Linked DNA regions of Zea mays: region 1 is linked to region 2. A link is a contact called in public Hi-C data. All regions are on one chromosome and are shown on one strand. Each heading gives the region's core, a stretch centred on a gene start, on an enhancer-like site or on the middle of the called end of the contact. The rest is flanking DNA. Distances are from core to core; before and after follow the strand shown. Region 1 holds the start of LOC100384210. Region 2 overlaps LOC100501884.

Region 1 (2,762 bases), core at 7-2,506, 260 kb after region 2:
CCAGAACTGCAGACAGAACCTTGATTGGAGTGTGATGATACTGAAAATCAGCTGCTTGCACATTGGAAACATGATGACATATCTGAATTACCTGAAACTGACAGGTTTGCACAAGTCCTTGTTGTTTTGTGCACTCTTTCTGTCAGCTGATCAGTAACTCTGACGATCAAAACCAGACCTCATCCTGTCCAATGTCTCCTGCAAAAATTAATATCCTCTACGTCGATCTGAAGATCGTTTGGTTAGCTTGATAGGGGAGATACGTCGAGGTTTAGCCCAATCTCAAGATTGGTTGCGTAGCTTGACAGGTTGATGTTCTGCGTTTACGGCCATGAATTCATGATCCTTTTTGATGGTCCGCGATGCCAAAGGAGGACACTGCTTCTGAAGATCGCTTAAACAAGATAGCTATGACAAACTGCAATTTCGGCAGTTGAATTCTTTTCAGCTCTTCGATTCTTGCCTCAGGAACCAACGAAACTGAACTGGTAAACAGAGCGCGCATATTCTGAGAAGATTGTTTACGCGAGCTTAGAAGATTTAACGAGTTTGAGTTTCGCTACATTGTTTTCCGTTTTCCGAGCTTTTTAGAGTACTACTGCTGTACACGCCACACGCCTTAGGCTGTCCGCACTCATGGAACCCTAAATTTCTACCTTAAAAGGAATATTTCATCCTGATCAGCAAGATTCTCTACTCTATCCTATAATTCTCCGCATTCATATTCACCTTAAATTTCTACCCTATACCAACTATCACATATTCTATTATTTATTTTTCACCTCTCTCCTATCCATACCCAGCTGCCAGCCAACGAGGAGAGGAGAGAGATTATAAAGGTTGGTGTTTACGCAGAGTTGGAGAGAGACAATAGAGTAACGTATAGGGTGATCCACTGCAGCCCTCCACTTCACTGTAAAATTTTAGCGCAGCCTTTCCAGCTCCCCACTGCGGGCAGCCTTAGAAGATTGTTTACGCGAACCACTGCAGTTGGCGTATTCTGAGAAGGCCGCGACTTCTTGAAGTCCTCACTCTGAGGCTGTCCGCACTGAAGGACTCGGCACGCTACGCTACAGAGATAGGGTTTACTCTACCTGCTGCAGTGGCCTACCTTTTGAGCTACGCTATTTTCCAGTAGTAGTGCTGGAACAGCATATGCAGAGTAGTACGGCATAAACCCTATGCACTGCTTGGGTAGTTGGGTGGAATGAAAGAGAAATAAAAAAATAATATAATATGTGATAGTTGGTATAGAGTTGAGATATAGAGTAAACATGACTGCAGAGGATTGTGGTATAGAGTAAACATGACTGCTGACGGGGATAGAATATTTCTCTTAGAGTAGAAATTTAGAGTAGTATGAGTGCGGTGAGTCTCTGACACTAGGGCGCACAAACGGACAACGAACCCAGCTCGAAAAGTTGTCCAGGAGAAACCGAAGGTCGGCGGGATCCGCTCTCCGTTCGGGCGCGAGATCCGCCATCCCACCAGCAATGGCGGCGGGGATCGCCGGCGCGGTGGTGGCAGCGCTCCTGCTTCTGTATCCGGCCAGGGCAGCGGCAGCGGCGGCGGTGGGGGAGGGGCGGCGGTTGCACACTCTGTTCTCGGTGGAGTGCGGCGACTACTTCGACTGGCAGGCGGTGGGGCTCCTCCACAGCCTCCGCAAGGCCCGGCAGCCCGGCGGCGTCACCCGCCTCGTCAGCTGCGCGGAGGACCAGCTCCCGTCCTACCGCGGCCTCCGCATCGGCCACACCCTCCAGGTCCCCTCCTTCAGCCGCCACCCACGCACCGGCGACTGGTAACCCTCGCCGTCACATACACGGACTATCACTCCCCTCGTCGCTGCACCTGCCACGTCTGTTCTATGTTTTTTTTTCTTCGGCAAATTGTAAGAACCAAACAGTGTTGGTTATTCCGATGACCTATTTCACGAGGAGAGGAGGCGTTTTGCTCGTGAAAATTGCTGTCTTGCTTCGGAATGGAATGTGCATTTTAGGTGGAATTGTCGTTCGGTCGAGAAATTTGGAAGCATTTCTGTGGGGGAAAAAACGATTCAGTTTGGTGAATAGAAATTATATGTTAGGAATAGAATTGTCCATCCATGGCCAAATGAACTGTCAAGCTCCAGCATATCAAATGAATGGTCTTTGTAGGTTTAGGTGCTGTGGTTGTGGTATTTTATTTGCCAGGGGTTTTGGATACAATTTAACATGTGTGCAGTCGGTTGTGGTTTTACACTTTTATTGTGATGAGAGATCCTAAATTAATGCCACACTTTGTTGAGTAGTTGGGCTTGCTATTTTTCAAGTTGAGCTTCCTTGTTTCAAATGAAAATGTCCTCATTGGGCATCCCGCCATATTTCGTGTGAAGGTACCCAGCCATCAACAAGCCAGCAGGGGTAGTGCATTGGCTAAAGCATAGTCCAGAGGCCGACAATGTTGATTGGGTTGTAATCTTGGACGCAGATCAGATTATTCGAGGGCCCATTATTCCTTGGGAACTCGGAGCAGAGAAAGGGAAGCCTTTTGCTGCTTATTATGGGTATGTTTTTACTTGTTCAGCTATTAACTCTGTATTATCCTTTTCTGTACCAAGGCAGTTTTAACTAATTGGAAAGGGTGGCACTCCAACCAATCATTGAATTATCCATTGGTTCCAATATTCTGTAGGGGCATTGAGTACCTATCCATCTACTTGGGACTTAACTTTGTTTGGAATAGTGGTTTTCTAACTAGGGACATTGAAGAACAATATGATCTCG
Region 2 (2,857 bases), core at 154-2,653:
TCTTGGAAAACAGGTAACCTTAATCTGAACAGTTGTCTATGTCAGATATTATCTCAATTGTATGCATGTCTTATATTGTCTAGCAGTCTAAGTGGACTAATTCTTCTGTTTCATGTCTTATTGAGTCTGGAATGAAATCTGGCTGGAAACTGTGCATGTTCAGCTAAAATGATCTGATTCTTATGTACATAGGCTGCAAATGCAGCGGATCTGTGGTTGATGCTGGATTACAGCATATATATATGTATATATTATCATGGTATGTATCTTATATGCGGCTTCCTTGCATTGTGTGTTGCAGAGTACAGGTGCAGCTAGCTACTCGAAATTTGTCAGCCGAGAAATGGGTAAAGCCGAAGCTCTACTTAAGGTAAATTGGGGAGGACACTATAATGATTGCTGAAAAGGCACTTTGCTGAATGATTACCACCAGGTAGTATCAACTGATGGCATAACTCCATGCAGGTCATTTTGTCGCCAGTTGATTCTGTCGCTAACACATACCGTGCCCTCCTTCCCGAAGGCACGCCTCTTGAGTTTCAGCGGATACTTGACCTCAAGGTTTTTACATTAAAATCCGGCCCCTTTTGTATGCCAACTTCAACCTCCCAGGCTAATCTGACACCCAACTGTTTGCTTCTGCTGTTACTGACTATCACAGGGCTTGAAGAAAGCAGACCAACAAGCTATCCTGGAGGACTTCAACAAACACGCCCCTGCACCAGCCCCCGCCATCAAACACCCTGCCGTTGCTCCGACGGTGGCGACACCAGTTGCCACAGCATCTGTCCAGATTGTGCCCTCGGTGGCAACTCCAGCTGTTTCGATTACACCAAGCATGGCCTCCTTGAAGGGAGCACTGGCGAACCAAGAGGACGTCCTCGCCCGAGCTGCCGCCCTTGGGCGCGGAGCAGCCACCACGGGCTTCAAGAGGTTCCTTGCATTGACAGAGGCCGCCAAAGATCGCAAGGATGGGCCGTTCCGCAAGCTCTTCAACGCCTAAAATGTCGCTCACCGTTGTGTTCATAGTTCGTGCCCCTCGTGCAGTGAACATAGATATAGGAAATCCTTTCCACATCGTGTACACACCATTACCGTTAACCGACAGTCTATAACAACCATTTTGACAGATTATCCTATCCCATCCTGCGGAGAACGATTAGCTCAGTTGTAGCATAGAGATTTTGAGACAGTTTGAGCTATTAGATAAGTTTTTCCCCCTGGTTTTGTGCATGCAAACCCAAGATTCTATACTCGTGATTGAATAATCGTTTCTCTCCTTTTTTTTTTCTCCTTTTGACGATCTGAAGGACGTCGTCGTTGGCCGTCCGTCCATTCAGTACGTCCTTCCTTCGGATGACGACACGAGCCTAGCAATTTCTGCAGGGGTAGTTGGAAGATGGTACAATATCAATTACCGACTTACCGTGCTGCGAGCCTGCGACTGACATGCTTTGGCAACGGCATATGCACCCTAAAGGAATATTCGCTACGCAATCAAGCATTGAACATTCAAGCTGGATTCAACAAAACATAGCATTATTTTATAGTGGTTTCCTTCAGCCATTTGAAGGAATAGGATATTGCAGCTCCAAGCATGCAGCAGTGCTCAATCCATATCTGCCGTTTTTGAGCGTGTGAAAATGCTTCTTTTTCCTCATGAGAACTGCCAATCTGCCATGGAGATGGAGTGGCGAGTGAGCGACCACTGACCGGGGAGTAGGGGTGGTAATGGATCGTGATCCAAATAGTTCTTCACAAAATGTCAATGCCCTAAATAAATTATAGTTAAAAAATGACTAGAAATAAAGCCCGATCCTAACCCGCTTCGATCCTTAAATCTTATAGTGCAAAAATTATAGCCCATTGTCAGCCCTACCGGGGAGGTTCCGGGGTCATGTTGTGTTGTGCGGTGCGCCGGTTCCGCGGTGCCGTTCGTTTTCGGCAACGGCAAGACTGCTGCCAACGCAGCCCTCGCGTGCGTATGTGCGACCGAGGTTTAGTTCTATACTCGATGCGGTTTCTATATACACATCTTTCGTTCTCAAATATTTATCGTCCGCTAATTCATTTTAAATTAAAACGTGGTAAATAAAAAAACGAAGAAAATACTATATTAATAGACTTTATTTTAATAAAACATAAAATATATGTGTTCTTTTGCTTAGAGGATGTAAATGTGCAGTCAACAACCAAACTTTCACTTGTATATAATTTTACTATATATTTTTTTATATAAGCGGAAACCAGAAAGATGGTGACTATGAAAGTATGAAAACTGGTGCTTTTATTTAGGGCTTATTCGGTTTGACGCTAATCCATGTGGATTGAGTGAAATTAGATGAGTTTAAATCTATAAAAAGTCAAAATTCACCTTAATACATTCTAATCCCCTACAGCCTACATGGAATAGAAATAACTGAATAAGACCTTAGTAGGGATCGCCGATTTCTAAAATAGGGCAGGGCAGATATGTCACATACGTAATAGAGAAGGGGCTAAGTGTTTGAATGACAAGTGGGTCCATCAGCCATGGGTACCAGGGGAAGAGAAGACCAAGTCTATATACTGCCTAGCCAATAGGAGAGAAGGGAGAAAATTAAGACATTAGAGAGTTTGTGATATAAAGAGGACTACTCACACATCCTAAGATAGTTTGCGATAGAAAGAGGTGTACCCATTATTAAATATACATCTTATTGAAAGGGAAATGTGCCTTTGGACCATTTATATAATGTTTTGGTGATTAAGTGCCAACACATAATCTTTGAGTTGTTATGTGCCAAACAAGCAAAAAGTGCAAATCATATGACAAGGTACGTTTCTAGACTTAGTACATTGTTTTGAGTACTAACAT

Evidence for each region. A called contact is a pair of places that touch in the nucleus more often than the background predicts.
Region 1: a Hi-C map of ear shows a contact between it and region 2, with 4 times the contacts expected there. The contact joins the promoter of LOC100384210 here to the enhancer-like site in region 2. A contact is called at or near these places in 2 of 25 Hi-C or Micro-C datasets (ear and leaf mesophyll).

What each region holds. Positions count from the first base shown.
Region 1 is chr3:170,568,917-170,571,678 of Zm-B73-REFERENCE-NAM-5.0, forward strand. It overlaps LOC100384210, which reads left to right and starts at 1,257. Exons shown (of 8, transcript NM_001322002.1): 1 at 1,257-1,798; 2 at 2,372-2,542. The coding sequence starts at 1,494.
Region 2 is chr3:170,306,303-170,309,159 of Zm-B73-REFERENCE-NAM-5.0, forward strand. LOC100501884 reads left to right here. Exons shown (of 24, transcript NM_001196523.1): 21 at 1-13; 22 at 302-370; 23 at 466-561; 24 at 662-1,219. The coding sequence ends at 1,003. Among protein-coding and RNA genes, the nearest start is that of LOC100501884, 11 kb to the left of the region's middle. Within about 2 kb of position 1,404, at least 4 of the 20 cell types and tissues checked have an H3K27ac peak or open chromatin away from gene starts, as enhancers often do. A contact at or near this core is called in ear, where this site is marked.